Regions from separate parts of the Ovis aries genome. Here region 2 is linked to region 1. The links are chromatin contacts, called in public Hi-C maps. All regions are on one chromosome and are shown on one strand. The core of a region is the stretch at or near the end of the contact, and the rest is flanking DNA. Distances in the headings are between cores, read along the strand shown. Region 1 holds the start of NELFA (negative elongation factor complex member A). Region 2 holds the start of TACC3 (transforming acidic coiled-coil containing protein 3).

Region 1 (7,242 bases), core at 2,582-5,081:
ACGTCCGACTCTTTGCAGCCCCGTGGATCGTGGCCGCCAGGCTCCCCTGCCCATGGGGCTCTCCAGGCAAGCACGCTGGCGTGGGTTGCCATTTCCTTCTCCAGGGGATCTGCCCAACCCAGGAATCAAACCCACATCTCTCGTGTCTCCCGTACTGGCAGGCGGGTTCTCCACCACGGCAGCACCTGGGAAGCCATCAGGATGACAGCTCAGTCCAGCGCAGCCGCTCAGCCGTGTCCGACTCTTGCGACCCCATGAGCTGCAGCCCGCCAGGCCTCCCTGTCCATCACCAACGCCCGGAGTTCACTCAGACTCACGTCCATCGAGTCCGTGATGCCTTTCAGCCATCTCACCTCTGTCTCCCCCTTCTCCTCCGGCCCTCAATCCCTTCCAGCATCAGAGTCTTTTCCAATGAGTCAACTCTTCGCATGAGGTGGCCAAAGTATTGGAGTTTCAGCTTTAGCATCAGTCCTTCCAAAGAACACCCAGGACTGATCTCCTTTAGAACGGACTGGTTGGATCTCCTTGCAGTCCAAGGGACTCTCAAGAGTCTTCTCCAACAGCACAGTTCAAAAGTATCAATTCTTCAGTGCTCAGCCTTCTTCACGGTCCAACTCTCACATCCATACATGACCACAGGAAAAACCATAGCCTTGACTAGATGGACCTTTGTTGGCAAAGTAATGTCTTTGCTTTTTACTATGCTATCGAGGTTGGTCATAACCCTCCTTCCAAGGAGTAAGCGTTTTTTAATTTCATGGCGGCAATCACCATCTGCTGTGATTTTGGAGCCCTCAAAAACAAAGTCTGCCACTGTTTCCCCATCTATTTCCCATGAACTGATGGGACCAGATGCCATGATCTTAGTTTTCTGAATGTTGTGACATAGTCCTACACATAAAATTACCAAGTTAGGTTTACCTCAGGGAAGCTAGGTTGATTAGCAATTAATGCTACTTCGTAAATGTGGCAACCGATATGTCAATAGACATTAAAAAACATTTGATAAATTCAATATTCATTTATGTTTACCCTTACCACAACGGTTAACAAAACTGGGTTCACCTCTTGGTTGGCATTGAGCCAAAAGACACAACCAAACTAAACAGTGGGAGGAGGAGGGATTTACTACTTGCAGCAAGTAAGGAGGAAGCTACCCTGAGCGAGGTTACCTGCATATTCATGAAAGGGCTTTTGGCAGTTGGGAGTCCAACCTTTAGTTGACTGAGTCCCAGGAGTCAAGATTATCACTCCATCCTCTACGTGGGTGGGGGTCTTAGTTCTTGCAGAACTCAAAGACAGGTATCAGATTGTTATGCATATCCCTTGGGGAAGAACTAGGACTCTGGTTAATGGCAACTATGTCTTCCTGACTGCAGAGACATAATTTTGCTGACAAAGGTCCATACAGTCAAGGCTATGGTTTTTCCAGTGGTCTTGTGAGGATGTGAGAGTTGGACCATAAAGAAGGCTGAGTGCTAAAGAATTGATGGTTTTGAAGTGTGGTGTTGGAGCAGACTCTTGAGAGTCCCTTGGACTTCAAGGAGATCAAATCAGTCCATCCTAAAAGAGATCAGTCATGAATATTCATTGGAAAGATTGATGATGAAGCTGAAACTCCAATACTCTGGCCACCTGATGTGAAGAGCTGACTCATTGGAAAAGACCCTGATGCTGGGAAGGATTGAAGGCAGGAGGAGAAGGGGACGACAGAGGATGAGATGGATGGATGAGTCTGAGCAAGCTCTGGGAGACAGGGAGGGACAGGGAAGCCTGGCCTGCTGCACGTGGGGTCCAAAAAGTCGGACACAGCTGCGTGACTGAGCTCTTCCTTTGCTCCTGCCTTCTCTCACTTCCCTCAAGATCGTTAATTACTAAGACCTGCTCAAGGGCAAACTTTGTGGCCAGGCTTAGATGGCAAAATGGCCTAAGCCCAAATGGCTTTTTCTTAAAGTTTGCCCGTGAACTCAGGACAAGTATGGTTAATAAATAGGTTGAGGGGGGAGGTGCAAACTTCCACCCACCCTAGGCCAGGTTCCTGGAGGGCTCTGCACCAGAGAAATGCTCTGCAGAAGGGAAAGGCACAACCAGACATCAGGGAGCGACCCCCCAACAAGCATATCCTAAGAGTACAGCTGCCTAGTTACAGCTAAGAGCTTCTGGGATCCAAAGACTCTTCGAAGACAGCTAAGTCAAGACACAACTGGAGGACATTTGTAACATAAATAAGTGGAAAAAAAAGATTACTATACAAAATTTATTTAAAAAAAATACTCCTACAAACTGGGAACTCCCTGTGGGTCGTGGTTAGCACTCCAAGCTTCCACCGCAGGAGGAACGGGAATCAAGATCCTAGCAGCTACCTGCTGCACCAACACATAGATAAACTATAGCTTTTAAAAGCGCCTATAAGACGATGAAAAAAAAACACAAAGAGGAAAACAACTTTTGGACAGACAATTCACTAGAAAGAACAGTGAACCAACGCGGGAAGCCGCATAGGAAGGGAACCGAATGCGATCCAGCAGTGAGCATTAAACCACGGCGGGGGCCGCCTGCCGGATGCATCTGTCAAAGGTGTTACCGGAAGCAGGCAGACACACCCACACCCCTCACACAAAACTCACACCACACCGCGACGTCCAGCTCAAAGCAGGGAAAACCCAACTGGACGGCTGGAGAAGGCACATCCAACGCACACGTCGCCAAGCAGAGCAGGGAAGCGGTCCCCTCTCAAGGGAGCGGGCGGAGGGGAAGGGGGCTCCGGACGCAGCCTTCTTCTGCTCCCTAGGCAGCGTGAGGACAGGCGGGTTGCCGTGTGGCTGGTAAGCGGATCAGCTGCATTCCTGTGCACGGTAGATGCTGAAGCTCCGATACTGTGGCCAACTGTACGCGAAGATGTGACTCACTGGAAAAGACCCTGATGCCGGGAACGACTGAAGGCAGGAGAAGGGGACGACAGGGGCTGAGACGGCTGGACGGCACCACCGACTCGAGGGACAGGAGTCTGAGTGAACTCCCGGAGCGGGCGATGGACGCGGGGGCCTGCGGTGCCGCAGCCCGCGGGGTGGCCGAGAGTCGGACGCGACTGAGCGACTGCGCTGACCCGGGCGTTAGACGCTCCGTCCACGACCGGACACGAACCCGCCGCCGCCGACGCGCGCGGGAGAGGCGCTGAGACGGGGCTGGAGGGCGCGCAACGAGGACAGCGCCTCAGCGCCGTGAGGAGCTTATTTTGCGCGAAAAGTGACATAACGTGCCGTTAAGAAGGAAGAAAAACGAGGCCAGACCCACTGAGGAGAAAGAAGCGAAGAACGGGTGTGTGGCGAGAGCCCGGCGCGCCAGCTGACCCCGCCGGGCGGAGACCCCGGACGCGGAGGCCCGAGGCCGGCGCCCCGAGGCCTCCGCGCGCGCAGGGCCGAGCAGGGGGCGCGGCCCGCGGGGCCGGGGGCACGAGGGCCGCGAGCGGAGGGCGGAGGCGGCGGCGCGCGAGGGGCCGCGAGGGCCGGGCTCTGGCGTCCGCGCCGCCGCGCGCCTCACCTCGTCCACCGTGCGGCGCGGGAGGTGCAGCGTCCCGAGCAGCAGCTTGAGCTTCACGGCCGACGAGAGGCCGTGGAAGCAGAGGCGGATGTTGTCGATGACCGCGGCCGTGAGCAGGGACGCGATGCTGGGCGGCGCCCACAGCTCGTCCGTGGCCCCCAGCTTGTTGTGCAGCCACAGGCCCGTGTCGCTCTCCCGCATGGACGCCATCTTGGGGGGAAAAAAGCCGAGCGCCGCCGAGCCGGCATCTTATGAGGACACCTACGCGCCCGCGGCGAGGACCCCCAACATGGCGGCGCCCGCCCGGCGCGCCGCGGTGACGTTGCCGGCGGGGCGGGGCCTCGGCGAGGCGCGAGGTCCTCAGGCCGGCGTCCGTAAGGAAACAGGAAGGCGCCCGCCCGGCGCGCCGCGTGACGTCACCGGAGGGCGGGGCCTCGACGAGGAGCTTCGTGGCGGCGCGAGGTCCTCGCGGCGGCGGCCGTAAGGTAACATGGCGGCGCCTGCGGCCGGGCCTCCCGGGTCGCGGAAGATGACGTCATGCGGGTGTGGGCGCGGCGGCCCGGCGGCGGCGTCGCTACTCCGGGCTGTGGAGTGGCCGGCGGGCGCGGCCGCGCGGCCCGGCCCCCTCCCCGCGGGACGGGCCCCCGAGGGCGGCCGCGACCCGGGTCCCGCGCCGCTCGGCGCGAGGCTGTGCTGGCCGGGAGTCTCCGCCCAGCCGGGGCGGCCGGGGTCCAGCCCGCGCCCGTCCAGCGCGTGCGCGCGAGCCCCCCGCCGCGGGCCTGGCGCTGCCCCAGCTGCCGGGGACGCGGGGGCAGCTTGTCCTGCCCGAGCCTCCGCCCTGGCGGCCCCGGGGAGGCGGGCGGGCGCGCGCTGCGGCGCGGGGCCCGGTGCGCAGAGCGCTGCGCGCCGCACGGCCGGCCTGCGGGCCCCTGGCCAGCGTCAGGGCGCAGCCCCGGGGCCCGAGTGTAGGTGCCCTTCCAGGCGGTGGGCGCCCATCTGAAAGGGAGTCGGCCCTGCCTGGTGGGTGCTCAGGGCGGCGGTTCTGAGCGCCCGTAGGCGCCAGCCAGCCTCGGGCCGGACCTCGGGCTGGGCGGCCCGGGGAGGGAGAGCTCCTCTCGGCGCAGACTTGCCTTCCGTCTGCCCCGCCCCGCCGGAAAGAGGCCCTGTGGCCCAAGCGCCCCAACTCTGCCCTCTGGGCCACAGCCTCCAGCCTTGCCCCTTCACCCAGACCCCTGGGGGGAGAGGTCGGCGGGTCCATCACACCCTTCCCATCAGGGCCAGCTGGCCTCCGGGTCGCCTGCATTGCGGGCGGACTGCCGCTGAGTCACCAGATGTTCCAGCTACCTGGTCTCTGTTACAAAACTTCTGTGTATCCTGGCTTCTCCCTTACCTCTCGGGAGCAGTCTCAGGGTTAGCTGAGACGCTGTGTCCTGCACTTAAGTCCTCAGTTTTGTCTACCAAATAAAACATAACTTTCAAGTTGTACTTTTTTTTCCAGTCCACACCAGCATCTTATTTTAGCTGTTTCAAGTTACGGAAAGTCTGTAGAAACCATTTCAAATAGGCAGTCCTAAAACAATTACTCGTAAAGTGTATGTGTGTGTGAAAGTCGCTGGGTCGTGTCCGACTCTTTGCAACCTCATGGACTGTGTGGAATTCTCCAGGCCAGAATACTGGAGTGGGTAGCCTTTCCCTTCTCCAGGGGATCTTCCCAACCCAGGAATAAACCCAGGTCTCCTGCGTTACAGGCGGATTCTTTACCAGGTGAGCCACGAGGGAAGCTGATTACTCCTGAAGAGTTCATCTAAAAGCTCTTCCTTCATTGACATTTACTTAGAAGCTTTGACTCTGCCTCTGAGCACCAGAAGAAAGGTTTGCATGGGTCCTGCCCTATTTGAGTTTTATCATCTCAAGTTATCTTTGTTGCTGACAAATTTTGTAACAGGAATCATCAGATCTTAAAATTTGACTTCTAGTTCTGCTTTACTGACTATGCCAAAGCCTTTGACTGTGTGCATCACAATAAACTGTGGAAAATTCTGAAAGAGATGGGAATACCAGACCACCTGACCCGTCTCTTGAGAAATCTGTATGCAGGTCAGGAAGCAACAGTTAGGACTGGACATGGAACAACAGACTGGTTCCAAATAGGAAAAGGAGTACGTCAAGGCTGTGTATTGTCACCCTGCTTATTTAACTTCTATGCAGAGTACATCATGAGAAATGCTGGGCTGGAAGAAATACAAGCTGGAATCAAGATTGCCGGGAGAAATATCAATAACCTCAGATATGCAGATGATACCACCCTTATGGCAGAAAGTGAAGAGGAACTCAAAAGCCTCTTGATGAAAGTGAAAGAGGAGAGTGAAAAAGTTGGCTCAACATTCAGAAAACGAAGATCATGGCATCTGGTTCCATCATTTCATGGGAATTAGATGGGGAAACAGTGGCAGACTTTGTTTTTTGGCGCTCCAAAATCACTGCAGACTGGTGACTGCAGCCATGAAATTAAAAGATGCTTACTCCTTGGAAGAAAAGTTATGACCAACCTAGATAGCATATTCAAAAGCAGAGACGTTACTTTGCCAACAAAGGTCCGTCTAGTCAAGGCTATGGTTTTTCCAGTGGTCATGTATGAATGTGAGAGTTGGACTGGGGAAAAAAGCTGAGCGCCAAAGAATTGATGCTTTTGAACTGTGCTGTTGGAGAAGACTCTTGAGAGTCCCTTGGACTGCAAGGAGAGATCCAACCAGTCCATTCTAAAGATCAGTCCTGGGTGTTCTTGGAAGGACTGATGCTAAAGCTGAAACTCCAATACTTTGGCCACCTCATGTGAAGAGTTGAGACATTGGAAAAGACTCTGATGCTGGGAGGGATTGGGGGCAGGAGGAGAAGGGGACAACAGAGGATGAGATGGCTGGATGGCATCACGGACTCGATGGACATGAGTCTGAGTGAACTCTGGGCGTTGGTGATGGACAGGGAGGCCTGGCGTGCTCCCATTCATGGGGTTGCAAAGAGTCGGACACGACTGAGCGACTCAATCACCACCAATGTGATGAGAAGCCTGCACACCACAATGACTGCAACGAGAGAAAACCCACACGCAGCAACAGAGACCTAGGACAGCCAAGAATGAAGATAAATCCCGGATTATGTGGTCCTGAAATCCATTTGAGTCTTAGCCAATTAGCTCTCTTAGCAATTAATTTTGGCAGGACCACATACCTGCAGTACACACATGCTCATGGATTCCTACCAACAGAGACCCTGTAGCTTTGAAACCAAGCAGGACCCCGTGGGGCTCCTGGACACACATCCTTCCTGTGTCCCCTTGACTACAGGTTGCCTCATGACGCGCCCCCCACCCCCACCCGTCAGAGTTCTCAGGGCGTTAGTGGTGGTGGCCCTCTCTGCTCAGCAAAGCGATGAAACTTTCCTGCTTCACTTAGAACTCTCGTCTCCAAGATTCAGCCCAGTGCTGGTTCACAGAGACTGAGTTTCGGCATCACTTCGCATCCCCAAATTTCATCCGTGAATCAGGTACAGTAATACAAAACCCATCGGTGGCAAAAGAGGCTGGTTGCCCTGGCGGCCTAGTGGTTAGGATTCCAGGCTCTTCCTGCCGTGGCCTGGGTTCAGTCCCTGGCCTGGGAACTGAGATCCTGCAAGCCTCATGGTGTGGCTAAAAAAAAAAAAGAA
Region 2 (6,581 bases), core at 2,060-4,559, 210 kb before region 1:
GACCTCCACCAGGGAGGCGAAGGTCTCCAGGAAGAGGTCGCCCAGGCTCTGGTGGATGACCACGTTGGCCACGCTGCGGATGGGCGCCCGGAGCTTCTCACACAGCTCGCCGTACTCCGTGGAGTTCAGCCTGTAGAGGTGGACGCTGCTGGGCGGGGCCCACTAGAGATGGCCGTGGGTCCAGAGCCCACTGGCCCAGTGCTGCCCATGGGCCTCTCCTTGGGACATGCGGAGGGGCCCGGAGGGTGGGAGAACTGTAGCAGAGGGCCTGGCCCTCGGCAGGTTCAGGCCCAAGACGGGTCCAGGAGGGGCGGGCAGGCCTGCCACAGCCTTAACTAGACAGGAGCACCTCGGCCCCGGCCCAGGCTCAGGGCTGAGGGAGCCACCCAGCATCTGTCCCATACAGTGGCCCCCAGACACCCCCTGTGTGCTCCCGCCGAGGCGCCGGGAAGACAGCTCAGAGCAGGCTGGGAAGAAAGAGGAAACGCAAAGGACCTGAGGGAGGGGCACTCCAGAAGGACCAGCTCCCACCCACCCCGGCCCCTGAGCAACACCAAGAGCGACCAAGGGTGCACCACCCCAGCGGCCCCAGCCGCAGGCCCGCATACCGGATGTCGAAGGCCTGCACGGCAGGGTTGGCGCTGGCCACGCGGATGGTGAGCAGCTGCACGGGCAGATGTGAGTCTGGGGAGAGGTCGTGCTGCTGGGACTCCATCAGGGTCAGGTGCACGTCCTGCTGCTGGGCCACGTGCACGCGGTACGTGGTCACCTTCATCACCCATGTGTCCGTCACGATCACACGGGCACCCGGCACCCCGGTGGCAAACTTGTCAATCCGCCGGAACTCCGTGTTCACGGAGGAAGCCACAGCCCGCCAGCCCGACCGTGGGAGGGCATAGAGGGCCAGGGTGCGGGCCAGGGGGTGGCGGGCCCACCGGTCCCGGGACCAGTAGTAGATCAGGGTGCAGGTGATGGTGGGCAGCATCAACGCTAGCAGGAGGAAGGCCCGCCAGGTCTCCGGGGTCTGGCTGGGGTAGTAGAGCTGCTTTTCCGAGGCTGCAAAGCACATGCCCACATAGTAGCCTAAAAGGGACGGGCAAGCTTCAGCAGAGGTTGGGACTGCCCGGCTGCCAGCCTCCCCAGTACTGACCCTATCCCTTGGTGGGACTGGGGGAGGCCTCTTCCTTTAATCCCCAGCCTTGGATCTGGCTCTCTGCCACGGTCAGCTCCCAGGGCAAGGCCGTGGTACCCCAGGGCAGGTGGGCCTTGTCCAGCTCCATAGCTGACTCAACTGAGTACCTGTCCAGTGAGCAGAAAACATTCTCATCTTACTACTTTAGCTTTGTAAAACCACATATGAGTAGAGGAAATAAAATGAGAAAATCCTAGAAAAGCAAAAATAAGCACAAGGATATGGTGTCACCCAATGCAGAGCTGCCCACAGGCCGTCTTGGGACTGGATCTCAGCCTCTGGGTCCCAGCTACTCTGAGGAAGCAGACCAGAGTATGGCCCATCCCAGAACCGGGACGTCGTGGACCAGACAGTAAACAAACAGTGACAAGAGCAAGGGACATGGGAGCCAGCTCCAGGCCCCTGGTGGCCAGATGGGGGCCAATTTGCATATCAAAGTTAATAACGTGGATACTGACCTGCAGGAAGGGTTTGAAGTTGCAAAAATAGTAATAAATGCTATTGATCAAACTGATACATGATAAGTAACTCATGTGGCAATAAACAACACTTCTCTGAAGTTCCAAAAGGGCTTCTCTAGGACTTCCCAGGCCGTGCAGCGGTTAAGAATCGGCCTGCCAACGCGGAGGACAAGGGTTTGATTTCTGGGCCCGGAAGATCCCACATGCTGCAGAGCAGCTAAGCCCGGTGCCACAACTACTGGAATCTGCGCGCTTTAAGGCTTGCAACAGAGTATCTCCCACGCGACTAGAGAAAGACCTCGGGCAACAACGAAGACCCAGCACACCCGTGAATAAAATTATATATTTTTTAAAGGGTAGGGGTGAGGGTGGGGGCCTTCCCTAGTGTTCAGTGGCAAAGATCCTGCCTGCCAATGCAGGAGATGCGGGTTCGATCCCTGGGTCAGGAAGATCTACTGGAGGCGGAAATGACACTCGACTGCCGTCACCCTCTCTGCCTGCCTTTCCCGCACCCACCTTCCAAAGAGATTGGAACAGGCCACCCCTAGGGGCATCAGTTAACTCATACCTGACCTGTCCGCCGAGAGCCAGCTCACCACTTGCCCCAGTGAGCAGAGCACCCCCTTCCCCAGGGTTCTGAGCTCGCCTCTCCGCCGGGTACCTGCAAGGGGCAGCACTTCCCCGAGCACACGGGCGCTCCCCTCGCAGCCTCGGCTCTCCAGCACGGGACCCCGCCCCCCGTCCCTCCCGCTCCGGGTTCCGGAGGTCGGCGCCCGGCTCACCGAGGGGCAGCAGCGAGTGGCACAGCAGCGTGGCGGCCGTGCGGCGCAGGTGATAGGGCACGAAGGCGGCGTCTTCGCTGCCCAGCCAGCCGGACAGCAGGTTCTGCACCGTGAGCCCGGCCGAGTGGAACTCGGTCGGGGTGAACACGAAGCACACGGCGAACACCAGGTAGGCCAGCGTGAAGGTGACCTCAGGGCTGTCCATCGCGCCGCCGTCGCCGCCGGGAAACCGGCCCGGCGAGGCCCGCCACCCAGCGTAGCGAACCGGCCACAGCGTCCGGGTCCGGTAGGCGCCCGGCGGCGCGGGGCGCTCTGGGAAACGGAGTCCCTGCCCTCGGGGCACTCGCGGGGCGCTCTGGGAGATGGAGTCCCGCGGAGTATTTTGGGAAATGAAGTTCTCGAGCCCCTCGTTCGACACCCGCCCCCCCACACATCGCGAGCCGCCCCTACAGTTCTCGCGAGGGTTTGGCTCTTCCCCCACGACCCGCTTGGGGGCGGCGCTGCACTCGATCCCATTGGCCAGCTGGGGAAACTGAGACTCGGGGGAGAGGCTCTCGGGCCCTAATTTCCGCGCAGCTCAGGCGCGTCCGCACCAAAGCCCGGGATTCCTGGGAGACGGCGGGCTCCGCAGTCACCGTCCACCCGCGTGCGGCCTCCCCTCTAGGCGCGTCAGGAGAACCGCCTTTACTGAGGAATCCGGCGACCGCCGCGCCCAGCGTGCCCTCGCCCCGGAAACGAAACCTCCTAGTGGGCGTGGGCTGGCGTTCTGCCTCCCATTGGCTGTCGGCGCCCCGCGCCCCGCCCCAGCCACGCGCTGATTGGCCGCGCTCGCCAACCGTCGGTATTTGAATCGGCGGCGGGCAGAGGGGCTCCGGAACTCGGCACCTCCCACCCTGGGCTCCGCGCGGCGGCCGACAGGTAAGGGGGCGACGGCGGGGGCCCGGCTCGGGGCTCCGGTCCTGCCTCTTGCCGGGGCTTGGGGCTTTGTCGGCCTGGGTCTGCCTGCCGCGCTGGCGACCTCCCCGCCCCAGACCGGGGCCTATGCCGCCTCCGGCTCCGCCCTCCTCGCGGTCTGGGCCGTTCTCCCGCCGTCCCTCACTCCGCCGGCCCGGCCGCAACCGGGAGCAGAGCAGATGGGCTCCCACCCCCGCCTCCCGGGACGCCCGGTGATTCCGAGCCTGAGTCCACGCGCGCTCGCTGCCCTGCGCCCAGCGCTGGCCTCCCGATCCCCGCCCCTCTGGGTCCAGCCCCACCCGGACCCATCGCCGACTCCTGCCGCACCTGATTCGGCAGACCCCCCTCACCCTAGGTCGCCAGTCCCTCCCCGCCTCCCCGGCCAGCCCTCCTCTTCTCAAAAGACCCCTCCTCTTGAGCAGAAGCCCTCGTCATTAGCAGAAGCCAAACTCCGGAAGGCTGCAGTCATTGTTCTCCCACTTTCCCCAGGGCAAGGAGGAGGTCTGCCAAAAAGGCGTCCTGTCTGCTCTCCGTCCTGTGTCCTGCAGCCATCCAGCCCCCCTCCCCTGTTTACCCAGGTGTTCAGGCTAAACCTCAAGAGTGAGTGGCCCCTAGCTCAGGCTCATCTTTCCCGTCTCCGGACGCAGTGTGTGAGCCCGATGCCAAGAGGGACTGACCACGCCCCCTGGCCCAGTGCCAGAGCCTCTGACCCCACCCCCCACCCCCCTCCCCGCTTCCCTCCTACCCCTCCTGTCGTCCACAGGCAGCCCCTACCCCCAAGCCCTTCGAGGTGGCCTGTCACCCTGACCTCCCCTCTTTTAAAAGCCACCCTTTCTCCCGTGCCTCAGCCACCTGGCCTCCTCAACCACAGTCCCCAGGGTCCCCACCGCCAGCGAGTACCTGTAGTGCCCCCACGAGGCAAATGCCCAGTCCTCTGGTGACTCCTCAGTTGGGAGTGCCATGCCACTGACCATCGTGAGGGCCTCGGGAAGGAGGAATGAGACTCCCCTGGAACCCCTGGGCCTGATTGGAGGCCCCTGGTGGAGACACTCAGCTCCCCACAGGTGACTCCACACCTGCTGCCTGCTGCCTTCTCCACCTCCTCCTCGGCCATGCTGCTGGGCCCTATTGCATTTCTGTCCACGAACTGGGAGGCTGCTCCTCTTGATGGAGGGGCCCAGGCTTCCTCTGCCGCTTCAGTTTCATCACAGATCAGCCCTTATCTGTCTCTGAACTTTTACCCACAAAGTTCAAGTTGTTTTAATCACCTGAGCCTTCCCTCCTGCCCTATTAGCTGAAGGCTCCTCTGGCTCTTACTCCTGGGAGGTGGCAGCTCCCTTGGAGCAAGATGGGGACTGCCTGGCAGAAGACACACTGCCTGAGGTCTGACCCACCTGTGCCGAAGGGGGACATCTCCCTGCAGCACCATGGGTCAGCCCTGTCGCTGTCGCCTATGAGCGTCACTGCCCGCCTGACACCCAACTGCCCGCTTTTCCAGAATGAGTCTGCATATCTTCAGTGACGGAAATGTCACTGGTGACAAAAGTACAGAAAACTGCGACTTCCTGTTTTCACCACCGGAACTTACCGGAAGATCATCTGTTCTCCGTCTGTCACAGAAAGAGAATGTGCCCCCGAAGAGCACAGCCAAAGCTGTGAAGGTGAGCACGCTGGGCCCCTGCATTCGATCCGCCGTGTGTCCCACGAGAGGTCGCCCTGGCACCTGCTTTCCTGGCAACTTACTGCGCTGCCCAGGCAGGGCACGGTGCTGCCCGAGGGGCGTCAAAGACTTGAATTATTGAGCAGGTGCCCTCTTCTCTCCCCAACAGGTGACTTTTCAGACACCTCTGCGGGACCCACAGACACACAGGATCTTAAGTCCCAGCGTGGGCAGCAAGCTCGAAGCCTGTTTTGCTCTGGGCGACCCCACTGGGTTAGGAAACTGCCATCAAATCTACACCCAGAAAGAGAAGTAAGTGTGGGGTTGTCTGACGTGCTGCTGTCGGAAGCCTCCGGGATTCAGCAGAAAAGCTCTGTTCGCAGAGCCTGCCACACCCGGTTAGGCTCCTCCTGGGCTCTGCTGTGTGTCCTGCGTGGCCCGAAGCACCTCAGAAACCGTTTGTTGCTGGAAAAGTGAGTGATGGGACGGCGGAGGCACAGACTCCACATTCAGCTCCTCTGTTGGGCTCTTGCCAGCAGATGGATTGGTTTCTGTTCCTCTAACTTCATGAAGTGCCCTGGCGGACTCTCCAAAGGGGGTGCTCTGCAGCTGTGTTAGCACTCTTGGGGAATCTCCTGTGCTCAGCAGCAAGCCTGGGAGAGGGCTTACGGACATTCCTTGTTGCTAAAGGCATAGGAGCTGTCTGTTGGGTGATCCAGTTTGATGAATCAGATTGGAAACACTTGACTTTGACCAGCAGGAGCGTCTTTGCAGCCTCACCTGCCATTAGGTGTTTGGCTGGGTGTGGCGGTCAGCTCAGTGAACACCCAGGCTTTCCTGCCTCTTTCTAGAGATGGGGACCCTGGTGGCAGCTCTTCACCCCAAATTAGGCTGAATTTACCCAGCGAGTGCCCCCAAGGGACCCACTGAGTGCCCCCAAGGGACCCACTGAATCCAGCGTGGGAAGGGGCCTCACTAGCATAAAAGTCAGCCTCATTCTGACTTTTATCGACTTACATGGTTTAAAGCTTGCTTTTTCTTTTAAACTGACTTTAGATGTGCAGAGAAAGGTGTAAAAGCAGAATCTCTCCAGAGCACCCTTCACCTCACTCACATAAGACATCCCTGGGCTGCATTCCCACCTCCCCTTGGGTGGAAATTCCTCGCACCTGAATCCCCTCCACCCAGGTCTCCTCACTGCTCTTCAGCTGAATGAGAGTAGAGTGACTCGAATACTGTCTGCTCATCAGAGCCCACAGAGAGGGAGGCCAGGCTACTGAGGCGCCAGCTCTGAGCCGCTCCAGCTGCAGGGAGCTGGGGTCCTGCTTCTCCTGAAGGCCACGGCCTCCACCTGGCCTTCCTCGCCAGTGGGGAGCCTGAGCCTCGCGTGCACTGACTCTCCCTGATGACACAGCGGTCCCCAGCCGGAAGGGGGAAATGGGCTGCTGCGGGGAAGCCCAGCTCTGACCGCCGTTGGTCGGGTTTCTGCTCTTGTCCCCTGCGTCTCCGGGGCCAGCCAGCAATGACTTGTG

The links. A called contact is a pair of places that touch in the nucleus more often than the background predicts.
Region 2: a Hi-C map of muscle shows a contact between it and region 1, with 4 times the contacts expected there. The contact joins the promoter of TACC3 here to the promoter of NELFA in region 1. A contact is called at or near these places in 4 of 16 Hi-C or Micro-C datasets (hypothalamus, liver, muscle and 1 more).

What each region holds. Positions count from the first base shown.
Region 1 is chr6:117,304,318-117,311,559 of ARS-UI_Ramb_v3.0, reverse strand. NELFA (negative elongation factor complex member A) reads right to left here and starts at 3,831. Exons shown (of 11, transcript XM_027971311.3): 1 at 3,541-3,831. The coding sequence starts at 3,750.
Region 2 is chr6:117,518,013-117,524,593 of ARS-UI_Ramb_v3.0, reverse strand. It overlaps TACC3 (transforming acidic coiled-coil containing protein 3), which reads left to right and starts at 3,309. Exons shown (of 15, transcript XM_042251751.1): 1 at 3,309-4,453; 2 at 4,888-5,050; 3 at 5,219-5,361. The coding sequence starts at 4,350. TMEM129 (transmembrane protein 129, E3 ubiquitin ligase) reads right to left here and starts at 4,927. Exons shown (of 4, transcript XM_042251752.1): 1 at 4,784-4,927; 2 at 609-1,083; 3 at 1-130. The coding sequence starts at 4,802.